Linked DNA regions of Mus musculus: regions 1, 3 and 4 are each linked to region 2. A link is a contact called in public HiChIP or PLAC-seq data. All regions are on one chromosome and are shown on one strand. The core of a region is the stretch at or near the end of the contact, and the rest is flanking DNA. Distances in the headings are between cores, read along the strand shown.

Evidence for each region. HiChIP or PLAC-seq counts read pairs in DNA pulled down with a chosen protein or histone mark.
Region 1: an H3K27ac HiChIP or PLAC-seq map of microglia shows a contact between it and region 2, with 4 times the contacts expected there. The contact joins the promoter of Utp18 here to the promoter of Lrrc59 in region 2. A contact is called at or near these places in 3 of 115 datasets of contacts at active chromatin or transcription factors (bone marrow-derived macrophages, embryonic stem cells and microglia).
Region 3: an H3K4me3 HiChIP or PLAC-seq map of bone marrow-derived macrophages shows a contact between it and region 2, with 3 times the contacts expected there. The contact joins the promoter of Fam117a here to the promoter of Lrrc59 in region 2. A contact is called at or near these places in 1 of 39 promoter capture datasets (liver) and 1 of 115 datasets of contacts at active chromatin or transcription factors (bone marrow-derived macrophages).
Region 4: a contact with region 2 is called in an H3K4me3 HiChIP or PLAC-seq map of bone marrow-derived macrophages, with 4 times the contacts expected there. The contact joins the promoter of Slc35b1 here to the promoter of Lrrc59 in region 2.

The regions. Positions count from the first base shown.
Region 1 is chr11:93,884,070-93,887,091 of GRCm38.p6, reverse strand. Utp18 (UTP18 small subunit processome component) reads left to right here and starts at 1,326. Exons shown (of 14, transcript NM_001013375.1): 1 at 1,326-1,758. The coding sequence starts at 1,435. Mbtd1 (mbt domain containing 1) reads right to left here and starts at 921. Exons shown (of 16, transcript NM_134012.4): 1 at 676-921. RefSeq lists enhancers at 1,009-1,042, 1,055-1,097, 1,292-1,324 and a cis regulatory region at 1,304-1,311.
Region 2 is chr11:94,628,323-94,631,372 of GRCm38.p6, reverse strand. Lrrc59 (leucine rich repeat containing 59) reads right to left here and starts at 1,596. Exons shown (of 7, transcript NM_133807.2): 1 at 1,264-1,596. The coding sequence starts at 1,368.
Region 3 is chr11:95,335,590-95,338,793 of GRCm38.p6, reverse strand. Fam117a (family with sequence similarity 117, member A) reads right to left here and starts at 1,776. Exons shown (of 8, transcript NM_172543.4): 1 at 1,533-1,776. The coding sequence starts at 1,728.
Region 4 is chr11:95,383,425-95,386,549 of GRCm38.p6, reverse strand. It overlaps Slc35b1 (solute carrier family 35, member B1), which reads right to left and starts at 1,694. Exons shown (of 9, transcript NM_016752.3): 1 at 1,437-1,694; 2 at 646-749; 3 at 1-64. The coding sequence starts at 1,540.

The DNA of each region.
Region 1 (3,022 bases), core at 77-2,576, 740 kb after region 2:
AGAGGTCAGACTACCTACCACTCGTCAGAAGCTGGGCTGCTTTGGGTGACTTCTAGTGTCTCTTCCGACTCTGAAATGTCAGGATTTCTTTTTCACAAAGGAGAACGTACGGATGGTGGAAGCCCACTGACTTGGAACCCTCAAGTAGCAGCCTTGGCGGCTGACTCCCCGATACCACTCCTACGTCTCCCTCCCACACGTGCCCACCCCGCCCCCTTTCAGTATCAGCACCTCCACGTGCAAAATGCCTCTCGGCGCTGGCTCTACAATGGTGGGCTCCGTCTCCAGCCAAGCCCCGAAACTCTGTATGCTCCTGCCCCCACACCCCCGAGAAACCACTCTCCCACCCTTGGCAGCTAAAAAAGGCAAAGTCTCCTATCTAATCTTTCCCTTCAAGCAGAACGGGGTTGGGAGGGAGCAGAGGAAAAACTTTCTTATGTTTTTTTTTCTCCCTAAGAGAACCCTAAGTCAGGGGTTGAGGGGGGGAGGGGAACCCCTGAACGTTTAACGGCCAGTAGGGGGAGGGGAGCTCCGGAGACGGAGGGGGCGTGGGATGAAGAAGCAGGCCCGCGAGTGGGGTCCCCGAGCTGCGGCGTTCCGGGGGCCGGGCAGCCGCAGGCGTGCCCCCCCCCCTCAAACCTGGCACACAAAGCGGCCGCTGCGCTCGGCTCTCACCAGATCCTTTGTGTTTTCCATCAGGGCCTCATGGGTAGGGGCCGTCCGTGCTCCCCGAGCCCGCGGCGCCCCCTCCCCCCCCGCGAGCAGGGGGCCGGTGCCTCTCCCCGGGACTGCGGCGACTACAGGGGGGACCCCCGGCTGGGCCAGGGCCAGCGACAGCAGTGGCAGCCCCCGGATTTCCCCCCTTTTAACTCGGGTGGCCCCAGGATATCAACAACATTAGCATAGCCCTCCCTCCCCAGCGCGCCTGCGCCGTGACCCGCGCCCCGATTGGCCCACTTCCCCCACGTACCCTCCTCTCTCCCCTCCAGCGTGGGACCCTCGGCAGGCGCCGTACTCTAAGGACCGTACCAAGACCACAAGTCGATGAGGTAATTGAGGGCGCGCGGCACGACGCGGGGCTCAGAATCAGCAGGGCGAGAAGTTTCTTTCAGCCACTTCCATTTGGACTCCGGCCTCCCCGAGTCCCTTCCAATATGTTGCCTCCGAGAAGTTGTGTTGGGAAAAATTTCCACTCCAGTCACGCCGCTTCCCCCTCCACCCGGAAGATCGGCCTTCCCTGAGGAACTCCCACATGGGGCGGGGCCGCCGGACGGAGTGGGAGTGACGTAGCGCGCGAGCGCCGGTCACGTGGCTTGCGGCGGCGCAGACTCCTTCCGGCTCCCCGGGGCCGGGCCGAGGAGAAGAGCGAGCCGCCCCGGCACATGCGCAGTGGTACTCCACGTGAACGTCGGCGTTTTCCCCTCAGCCCTGAGGATGCCGCCCGAACGCAAGAGCCGGACGAGACGAGACCGGAGAGCCGGCGCAACGCCGGGGAGGAAAGCCAGACCCGGGAGCGGCAGCACGCCCGCAAAGGCCGCCCGTTCATCCCAACGGACACAGCCGGCCGAGCCGAGGGCGGCCCCTAGCGCGGGATCCGCGGCGGCGGCGGCAGAGGAGGAGGAGAGCCGGCTCCGGCAGCGGAACCGCCTGACGCTAGAGGACGATAAGCCGGCCGCCGAGCGTTGCCTGGAGCAGCTCGTCTTCGGCGATGTCGAGGACGACGAGGACGCGCTGCTGCAGCGGCTGCGGAGCTCGCGGGTGAGGAAGGCCTGCCTGCCTGCCCGCCTGCCTGCCTGCCGAGCGGGCACACGCTCTGGCGGGGCGCGCGGCGGGAGGCGAGGCCCCGGGGGCGGAGCCTGGAGGTGGGGGGGACCTGTGGCGGCGAGTGCTCAGGTGGGAGGGACCGGCGACCGCGGGCGCCGAGGGGCGCCGTCCGGCTCTTTCGCCTCGGGTTCTGGGCTGCTGGCTGGCGAGGGCGGGGACGCTGCCTTTCTCCGCCCCAAAGGGGCTGCGGCGCTTCGCATCCAGCAGGCGCTCAACTGTCGGCTTGGTTTGCCAAAGGATGTCTGCAAAGTAGAGTCGCTCATCTTCGGGCTCTTACACCCTCTGCTGGAACCACAGGGGTGACCGTTTGATCACCTGTCGCGACTCCGCGTAGTGGATGGAACCAATACGTGGGCAGAAGGCGTAAAGCTGCATTTTAATAACATCGCGGGGTGATACCCACGCCCAGCTTTTGAGAACGATCAGTGTGTATTCATCTCTAACCTTTCTTTGGTTGCTAGCTCTTGTAACAATTGCAAATCCTTCCTGATTGATGCTCTTTGCGCTATTATTTTTGTTCTATACCTGGTCCCTGGACTAAGGGTAGAGACACAGCAGTGGAGGAATCCCACAAGAACCCCTCTTGGAACTTGTGTTAGTAGTGGTAAAAAAGCAAGATAAAAGAGACAAGACTAGTAAAGTTAAAGTATGTTGGTGGAGAGGAAAATGAAAACATTTGAGAAAGGGATTTAAATATATGTGAAGACGTCTTTTAGATAGGGTAAGCTGACTGACTCAATGGGAATATCAGCATTTGCTTAGTTCACCCTTTGTGTGGGTGCTTTGATGGAGAGCTGCAGCAGCCTTCTTTGGGAGGTGGAGACCAGTTATGTTAAGAGCTGTGGGACAGTTCTGTATCCAAAGGACTCACTTGATGGGCTTTGAAAGATCTTAAATCAGCAGTGCTGGTGGATACTGCAGTTGGCTCCTTGGACACTGCCCTGTAGGTTGGGAGAAAGCTCAGATCATTTGAAGGGTTTTTTTTTTTTTTTTTTTTTTTTTTGAGTGCTAGGTTTAGGTTTCGAGTGTGTGGGTGTGGTATAAAGTTTGAAGAAGGTGGAGATGGAGCACATAGAACAAGAGATACTCCTCATGAGGCTATGAGACACAGCCTATGTTGTGTGGGATTCTAGTAGGCCCCGGGCTCTGTAACTGTTGGGCTTTGATGCTTGCTCTTTACCTGCCGGCGGCTTACCTT
Region 2 (3,050 bases), core at 347-2,846:
CCGTCTTCTGGAGAAGGACGGTGGACATGCAGTCAAGGGTCCCAGGTCCAAATCTCAGAGGTACGTCTGACCACTTTACGTGTAAAGAAGTTCCGGGTACCAGAGCAGGGAAAACACCAGCTACCTTCCAATTCTTTGTCTTATGATTTTTTTTTTTTTTTTTTTTTGGTTTTTCTAGACAGGGTTTCTCTGTATAGCCCTGGCTGTCCTGGAACTCACTCTGTAGACCAGGCTGGCCTCAAACTCAGAAATCCACCTGCCTCTGCCTCCCGAGCTCTGGGATTAAAGGCGTCCCCACCAGGCCCGGCTTGTCTTATGATTTTAACCCCCCTAAGTGTACGAGACCAGAACCATTAACACCATCTTACAAATGAGGAAATCTAGACACAAAGGTTGGCTGGTTAGCTTGCCAAGGACATCGAGCTATTGAGCAACGGGAGCTGGGAAGTGAACTGGGCATGCCATTCAAACCACCATACTACACAGCCACAAAGGGGGTGGGGGTGGGGATTCGGCCAATTGCCAAGGCCAAGTATAATCCCTTAATGGCAATAAGAAAAGTGTAGGTCATCCAAAGTGAAGCTAACATGAGACGTTAGAGCTAGGGAGCGCAGAGCTGGGTAAGCACTGATCGAGGATGTTGCTCTATGTTGGCAGCAAATTAAGTGTGTGCTGTCCCTAGGGCCTCAGGCTTCCAAATGGGATTGGGAGTGGAGGGAGATGGAGGGTGTGGCGCCATTCCGGACAGTTTCAGAGCAGCTGGGATGAGAACCTTTGCCAGTCCTGCAAAGAGATTTCACTTTCTTCAAGGAGAGCCGCCCCCAAGCTGCGAAAGCCAGCTGGGATTGCAGGCTTCTCAGGAAAAAGCTGGGTTCGGCGCCACACCCAGGTCTATCTGGAGGCCTACTTCCCGGGACCCGGTCATTCATTCATCCTCGAAACACATCCAGCAACCCTTCCCGCGGCTTTCCACTCTAAGGCCCAGCACGAAGCCGGACCTTGTTGAGAGCTCCCCAAAACCAGGACAAATTCATTACTGGCCCCGAAAAAGCCCAGGATCGGGTAGCTAGAGCGACCCTATCTCCTGGAACTGTGCCAAAGTGACACGTGTGCACCGCAATAAGAATACTGGGACCGACCGCAGCCTCCCAGGAGACCTAGTTTTTTAAAGAACGGGAAACTGAGGCTTAAGAGAGGGGCCTGCCCGCGTGGGGCCGGCGTCAGGAGTAGGTGGGCTCCCGAGGCTCGTGGGGTCGTACTGACCAGCTCCTTGACGGGGACTTCATTCAGGTCGCTGAGGCTCAGGTCCAGCTCATTGCCGTCCAGCTTGTCGCGGAGGTTCCCGCCCTTGCTACCGGCCTTGGTCATGATGACGCCGGCTAAGCGGGTCCCTGGCTCCCGGTTTCCGACGGGCAGGAGAGAGGGATGAGGGGCCGCTCGTGGGCTCGGCGGACTCACACCCAACGGACCACGCCTGCGCCTTAAGCCGCCGTCGCCTCCGCCGCCGCTGCGAGGCCTCCGCCGCCCGTCCGCTCGCCCGCCGCACTCCCAGCCCAGGGCCCCGCTCCCACCGGTGCCGCCGCGACGACGACCACTTCCGTGTCCACGTCACCTTCCGCGGCCACTGAGATGGGCTGGGCCAGAGAGGCCCGAGCGTGTACCGGCGCGCCCTCTGCCGTCCAGGCTGGCAAACTGCATCTGCGGGGCGCCACCTCCGCCGGGAGGAGCTGAGTTGCTAGACGTGGCAGTCCGGAGGCATCTGGAGCCCGAAAGGACAGAAACTGCACTTTCCATGACCTGTGTTTGCATCCCTCATAAGATCATCCCTATACTCTGAAATAGGAGCCAACTCTGAGGGTATCCTCCAAAATTTCTCCTAGCTTTCTTCCGAATTTACGGTTACTGTAAACTTCCTCTTCCTTTTCGGCTTCAGTCTTCAGCCCTCTTCTCTCCAGCCCTTTAATCTCAGCACATGAAAGATCCCTACCAATTAGAGGCCTGCCTGGTCTACATAACAAGTTCCAGGCCATGCAGGGCTACATAGCAAGAACCTGTCTGTAGTGGCTATTCCTGGTTGTCAACTTGACAATATTTGGAATGAACTACAATCCGGAATTGGAAGGCTCACCAGTGACCCTTATCTGGAGGCTTGGAGATCCTTATCTGGATCTTGGTTTGAAGATCTTGAGCCATAGTGGCTATGGATTCCAGAAGATTGAATCTCCGAGTTAAGGAACACACCTTTAATCTGGGCTATGCCTTTCATCTGGGATTAAAGGTGTGGTGGAACACACCTTTAATCTGGGCTACACCTTTTGCTGGAGACAATATAAGGACATTGGAAGAAGGGAGTCTAGCTCTTGCTCTTGCTCCTTTGCCTGCTTGCTGCGTGAGACTGAGTAACTGCTAGATCCTTGGACTTCCATTCACAGCTGCGACTGAACAATTGTTGGGAATTCGGCTGCCGACTGTAAGTCATCAATAAATTCCTTTACTATTTAGAGATTATCCATAAGTTCTGTGACTCTAGAGAACCCTGACTAATACAGAAGTTGGTACCAGGAGTGGTTCTAGAGTAACAGAAGTACAAGGATGAATCTTTTAAAATACTGGAATTGGCTTGTTGATCCACCAGCACTTTCAAATATTGAAACCTCTCCAGATTCTCTCCCTCCTGGGAGCTCAGAGAATTTTGAAGACCCATGGTTGAAACTATATTCCGAACTTAAAGAAGCTAATGCCCTTGATTTTCTTAATGAATTAGGTGATTCAGTGCACAAAGCTTTCTACAAGATGGGGAAAAAATCGAAAAATGATTTTACTGGCTGGCTGCTCTTAGTATCTGTGGAAAAAATGATGAATGAAAGGAAGGAGTTGTGTGATAAAATCGAAAGGCTCCAGACACAAGTAAACGATCTAAAAGTTGCTAAGTGTGTCCTTGAGGAGAATCTTCTCTCTTGTAGCAATAGAGCTCAAGTTGCAGAAAATCAAACAGAAACTCTCATTGTAAGGTTGGCTGAACTACAGAGAAAATTCAAGTCTCAGCCTCA
Region 3 (3,204 bases), core at 527-3,026, 710 kb before region 2:
CTGCACGGGCAAGGCTTCTGTCAATTTCTCCCGAGAGTGATGAAGGTTCTGGTGCTTGCTGCTCTAGCTTCCCTGGGTTTCAAGGAAGCCCAAACAAAACCAACAGGTTTGTAGTCTTGTGGTTTGCTTTATAGTTGACGATAGGCACGAGTTTGTCTGGGCATTGCCTTCTTCTATACCACCAGATTCTACACATACTTTGACTACTTGGTCACCATCTTGCTACCAGATTTGATCAAGTTCTGCGTTCCAGAATGTGATACTAGCACATACAGTGAGGTCCAAATAGACTTGGCTTTCTACCTCAAAGACCCGATGAATCCCATTCCTATCTAGCAAGACTCCTGTAACAGAATACCTTCAGGAAGAGGATATGCAATGTCCAAGCTTAGTCATCTGCAGAAAGCACAAGAGACTGGTGTAGGGACTGTCACAGTAGGATGGCAGGGACCATAGCTTCTGTACATTTGGTACAAACTTAGACTTAGGAAGTGTGCAATGATCCTTTCACATCTGGTGTGAATCAAACGCAAACTTCACTTTTAACTTACTGCCAACCTCCTCATGCAAGTAGGTTCCCTTTCCGTTCCAAAGGGCCTGCAATTGTGGGTCCCATCACAGCCTTAAGTGTGAAAGCAAGGTTAAATTTGCTCCACCCTAGTTTCCCCACACCCACCACATCAAGCTGCTATTAAGAAACTGCTTCGGCGCTGTTCAGAAAGTGGGGTATTTAACACAGCATACTTGATTGTAAGCACTCCACTGCCACGTTGGCTGGGAATGCTCAGGGCAAAACACCTTCGGAGGAGGCAAGAAGTAGGATGCAAACTGCCCAACTCCTGTACATAAGCACACACGCACAGAATAACTGGAAAGAGACAGCCATGTTAAGCAAGTCAGAGATATGGGAACATTCAACTTCGGGGCTACCCCGAGAGGAATGTAGAAAATCGGTAACAGAGGTATGTTTGCACCGAAGTAAAAGCCGTTAAACTAACTTATTCCAACGGGCTGAGTTCAAATCATCTCCTGGAAGAAGCATAATGTGAAAGCGCACGTGAAGTGGTGAAGAAAGGAACTCGAGAGCCATAGAGAGAGACGCTGGGGCCAAACTCAAGCAGGAGAAGTAACACATGGCTCCACCCGGCTCTCTTCCATGCCCCTCCCCCTCACTGAGCAGGCGTCCAGCGCCCACCGGTTCTGGCTCCCAGTGAAGCCCTCGACTCCGGACGCCCACAACACTCCTTGCACGCACTCTAGCACTTCTCACACCGCCCGGGCGGACACTTCGGACCACTTTTCGGTTACGCCCCCCCAAAGCTAGCTTCCATCTGCCAGGTCCCTCCCCTCTGGTCCCCGGCCCATGCACCCGGCACCCCGTCCCGGAGTTGCACCGCAGGTTCGCAGCTGCTCGCCTTCGCTCCCTCCGCCCTCGCGAACTCTGAGCGCCCCTTTTTCTCTTCTCTCACCTCCCATCTACTTCTAGTACTCTCCAGCCCGTCGCCCCAGCACCCGCTCCGGACCCGGCTCACCTGCGCGGCCACCCCCGTCCCGGCGCTGGTGAGGCTGCTGCAGCTGGAAGGGGACCGTAGCCCTGAGTGGCTGCAGACCGACCCGGGGGGAGCCAGCGGGCGCCGGTGGAGAGCAGCCCCGCCGGAGACCCCCCGCCCCTCCGCGCCCCGGCCCCCAGGAACCTCCGCCTCGGCCGCCCGCTGCGGCCCCGGACATGGCCCACCCGGCTACCTGCCGCCTCACCCCCACGGCGAGCCCCACACTGCCCCCAACCCCCGCGGCCGCTACTTATCTGCCCTACGGGCGCGGACCGGCCCCCTCGGCCCAGAGTTCTAATTGGCCTACAGAGTCCCAGGACCTCCCCCTCAACCAATCCATGGCGGGGCTCTTCTGTTTCCGAGGATGATTGGTCCATGTGCTCAGCCATCAAGTCAAGACCCCCACCCTCCTGATTTTCTTCTTTTCTTTTTTTTTTTTTTTTTTAATGTCCTTAAGGCTGCCGATTGGACCTTCCAGTAGAGGGCTGGTTCTTCAGCACTGCCAATGAGAAGGTTCAAAGGGGAGGATCGTCACACCCAGTCCCAGGTAGTATGCAAATATATGCCATGTGATGTCAGGCTGTGCAGGGGGCGGGGCTGGATGTGGACTGGAATCAAACACTACTGAAATCTTTAAAGGTGGTAGTGTCAAACTCTAAGCAGTTTCAATGGGACTGAGAATGCCTAACTTCAAAAGCCATTACATTTAGTTTAACTAAAAAACATTAGTTTTCAATTCTCATGAGATTTCACTGCAGCTGACAAACTCCAAACTGAGATTCGATAAATTTATAGAAGGTTTGCCTATCATTTGCATGAGCTTTGCATTAAATTCGTACATTTAATGGCTACCTCGCCTCACATGACACTCATTTGTCTTCTACGTTTCCAAGTCCCTTCCTGAAGCTGGTCCAATCTCAATAAAAACAGCTGTTAGTCTGTAAATTAACTTGAGCCTTTAAAAGGGAGCTGGGAATTTCCCTTCAGAACCATCCATTGTAAGTGTACCTAGCAAAACAAAGTAAATGATAAATCTGATCAAGTTTGATAGTGACTCCACTAGGAAATCTTTGTCTTTCCAGCTCAGTTGCTCTCTGACCTACAAGTCAAAGACCAGATGGTCCCCAAAGAGAATACTGGCAAGCTGTGAAAATTATATGCTATGTATATGTGAACACATTTTCGGAAAAAAGAAAAAGCAGTATTTAAGATACTATTAAAACAATGCATCTCAAAAAAAAAAAATCCATTACTCTTGCTACTTTGTTCTATATATGGAAAAGAAACAGAGCCAATTAACGCTGGACTGTCTGTGAGAAGGGACCATCCAAGTAATTGGATAATTCCCTCTAGATTTATATTTAGTTATGAATTCTAATTTTGACCTTGCTACCGATTTGTCTTTCTATTTCAGTCTCTACCGAGTTTAGTATTTTTTTTAAAGGTATTCCCTTGAAGCCACACTTACTAATCAGAGGAAAGGGAGTAAACTGGGTGTGCGTGCTGCGAGAGTACCTTGGGATCCAATACTGAAAGCAGATAACGCTCAGAGTGGGAATGCAACAGTTGGCTGAATATTAAAATCAGACCAGAACACAGAACATGGAGGCAAAGGAACATACTGTGAAAAGATTTTTCTCTGCAAAGACACTAC
Region 4 (3,125 bases), core at 445-2,944, 760 kb before region 2:
GAACAGGCAGCATAGAGCCAGGTCCGAGTGCGATCCACCCTGGCAGTGTCAAAAAACTGGATCACTGGGAGAAGACAAAAAATAAAACAAAAACAAACAAAACATACAAGAGAAACCCGGTGGGGCAAGGATGGACCACTAAGCAAAAAGTTGAGGCCATAGGAAAGGAACTTGCCTGTCAAGTAAGACCGCTATTTCTATCCTCTTAAGCTGGGAAATCTCTGAAAATTATTCATCGTCCCAGTTCCCCTTAAGCCTAACACAACCACATGCTGAGTGGAGGGAGAGATTCACTGAGTTCAAGAAAGGATGGCTTAACTCTACTGACAGGAACAAAGACATGTTTGAAGCTGACACACAAAGCGAAGTCAAAGGGATAAAGGGGAAAATGTTCTAAGGGCTTTCAATGGGGATTTGGAATATAGACGGCCCAGTCGTCTCCAACTAAAAAGTTGGTATAATTTAGAGGCCTAATATTTTAATCTCATTTCACAGCCATTGGTTTTACAGTCTGTAGAGAAGCTGTTTAAATACTCAAGGGTGTGGAGGTAGGGAAAACTTTGATTTTTAAAGATGAATCCACGTCTATGCCCAGAATATGGGAGGAAGGAGAGTGAGCCCAACAAATTACTATGAGGTACTCACAGATCTTGGCAAACATAGCATTGATCACACACTGGATGAAAACCAAAGTTAAGGCAAAGGTGAATGTCTCCTGTTTGGGTCCTTCTCCATACTTCCCTCTTGTGCTAAGACGAAACACATAAAAAAGCAATTAGTGTGTGCTACTCGGTGGCATCAAGTATGTTCAGATCCACTGAGAGCTTTGGAAGTATCATGCTTTTGTGGGTGTAGTTAGAGTTAGGAAGGATTACTGAGCTCATTTACCCAAAGGAGACGATTTGATTTAAGCCTAAAAACTAAGTCTAAACAGTAGACGCCAACCTACTGCTACCATAGCCTAAGGAAAAAATATCCGTAAAGGACACAGGTAGGAGAAAAAAAAAAAGTCAAGACAGCTGAACAAAAGTATCCCCCGTAGGAGAAAAAAAAAAAAAAAAGGCAAGACCCAGAGCAAGAAGATTAACGGTCTGCAAACACCTCGGGGCTTTCTAAAAATAAAATAAAATAAGACCTGGCTCAGGTCACGGAGCACTCTTGGAATCAACAAAAGTAAAAATATCTAAAGGGAAAAAAAAAATCGCGTTCTAAAACTCCAGAGGCCGGCCCTGAAATTTTAGAATTACAAGGATGCTCAGCTAGCAATGTATAATAGCAGGGTGCAAAAAAAGGTCAGAGGGCCGAGCCGGAGAAGAGAAAACCCTGTACCAGACACAGGAAGCCTGAAGACTAGACCGTAAAATGGATGGTGGAGACTGAATTCCGGCCCTGGCTGGGGGATGCTAGGAGTCCTGCCCCCTCAAGGGTCTGCTCACATCTTCTCCTGCAGGATCCCATAGTAGAAATAGCAGACAAAGACACCCAAGAAGCAGAGCGGCAGGCGCAGCCGATCAGGCACCAGGGATCTACTAGCGGCCATGAGACGCACGGACGAGTCGGCCGAAGATCCGTTCAGAGCAGGTAGCGGTACCGGCGGCGAAGGCGAAAGCTCCAGGCGGACATCGCCGGCCGGCGGCAGGGACCTCATAGGAGCTGCGTGCGACCGCCGGCTCGTAGGCCGGAGCAGCTACCTCCAGATATGCCAGCTCAGAGCTTCCGAGAGGGAAATGCCTCCTGCCCCGGCAGGAGCGTTCTAGGAAAGAAGGAAGGCTTTAAGATCTTGGCTCCATTCCTGGTGGCCAGGAAAGCCAGCCATATCGAGGTTATTGTCTCCTCTTTTAGGTTTTTCCGATCAGGCAACGCCGAGGACATCTACAAGCTGGAGCTCGGTGGGGAGGCCTAGGCGATTACGCGGCGTATAGTGATGACGTATAAGTATGTGGATGTTATCAATTGGCTCCGCAGAGCGAAAATAGACAGATGGGCGGAGAAAGAGGCGGTGAGGCCAGAAGAGAATTAAAGGCTTTTTTTTTTTTTTGCAGTTGGCTGTCAGGCCTCGGCTGGGTCCTAACGCCAAGAACGCTTCATAGAGCCGTAGCGCCCTCTAGCCGCTGCCCAACGTTAGCGACTCCAACCCTGTCTACCCTGTGTTCAAGACCTGGCTAAGAAGTCCAGGTCCTCTTCTTTGGGCAGGGAGCCACCGGGCAGGCTCTGTGATAGGTCAGGGCTCTTATCACTTAGAGGCAGCACATCACGTGTTGCTTAAATTCCGAGCTACAGTTTTCTCGCTCTGCAAACGAGGGGTAATTAGTAATAACCACCCTGTCACTCATTGAACGGTGTGAGGATTAAATGAGCTAAGGTTTACCAAAGTGTTTTATAAACTGTTAAGTGTGCTGTGCAAGTTTGGAGTATTAGTCATCATATTTTCTCAACTCTAATCGTATTTCCTCACCTCTTCGAGGTGAAAAATTCAATTTATTGAAATGCCTTTTAAAAAACAACAAAAGACATAATCACATGTAGCGCAGGCTGTCCTCGAATCTGCTATGTAGAATAATGTTGAATTTACAATCCTTTTCTCTTTACCTCCCTTCCGAGTGTTTTTTTTTTTTTTTTTTTTTTTTTGGTTTTTCGAGACAGGTTTCTCTGTGTAGCCCTGGCTGTCCTGGAACTCACTCTGTAGACCTGGCTGACCTCGAACTCAGAAATCTGCCTGCCTCAGCCTCCCAAGTGCTGGGATTAAAGGAGTGCGCCACCACTGCCTGGCTCCCTTCCAACTTCTTAAGTAAATTTTCTTCAAGACCTTCCAACTCTCCAATGAAGCAACACACACACACACACACACACACCACACCACACCACACCACACCACACCTCTTCCTATTTTTGGTCTCATCCATGGACTTCTCCCTGATTTAACAGTTGGGTCTTCACCTGCTTTGCTAGAATTGCAAAAGCAAGACTTAACACCAGGTCACCAAGTCCCCTACCTAATAACAGTCCCAATTGTCAAGCAGTTGTGGGTCTTGGGTTGCTTTCCTCTAAGCAGGCTTGCTCCTTTGGCACGTCCTCAGGCAAAGGAAGGAAAGGCAGGCAGCACCACACCCATCACTGGGGACCTG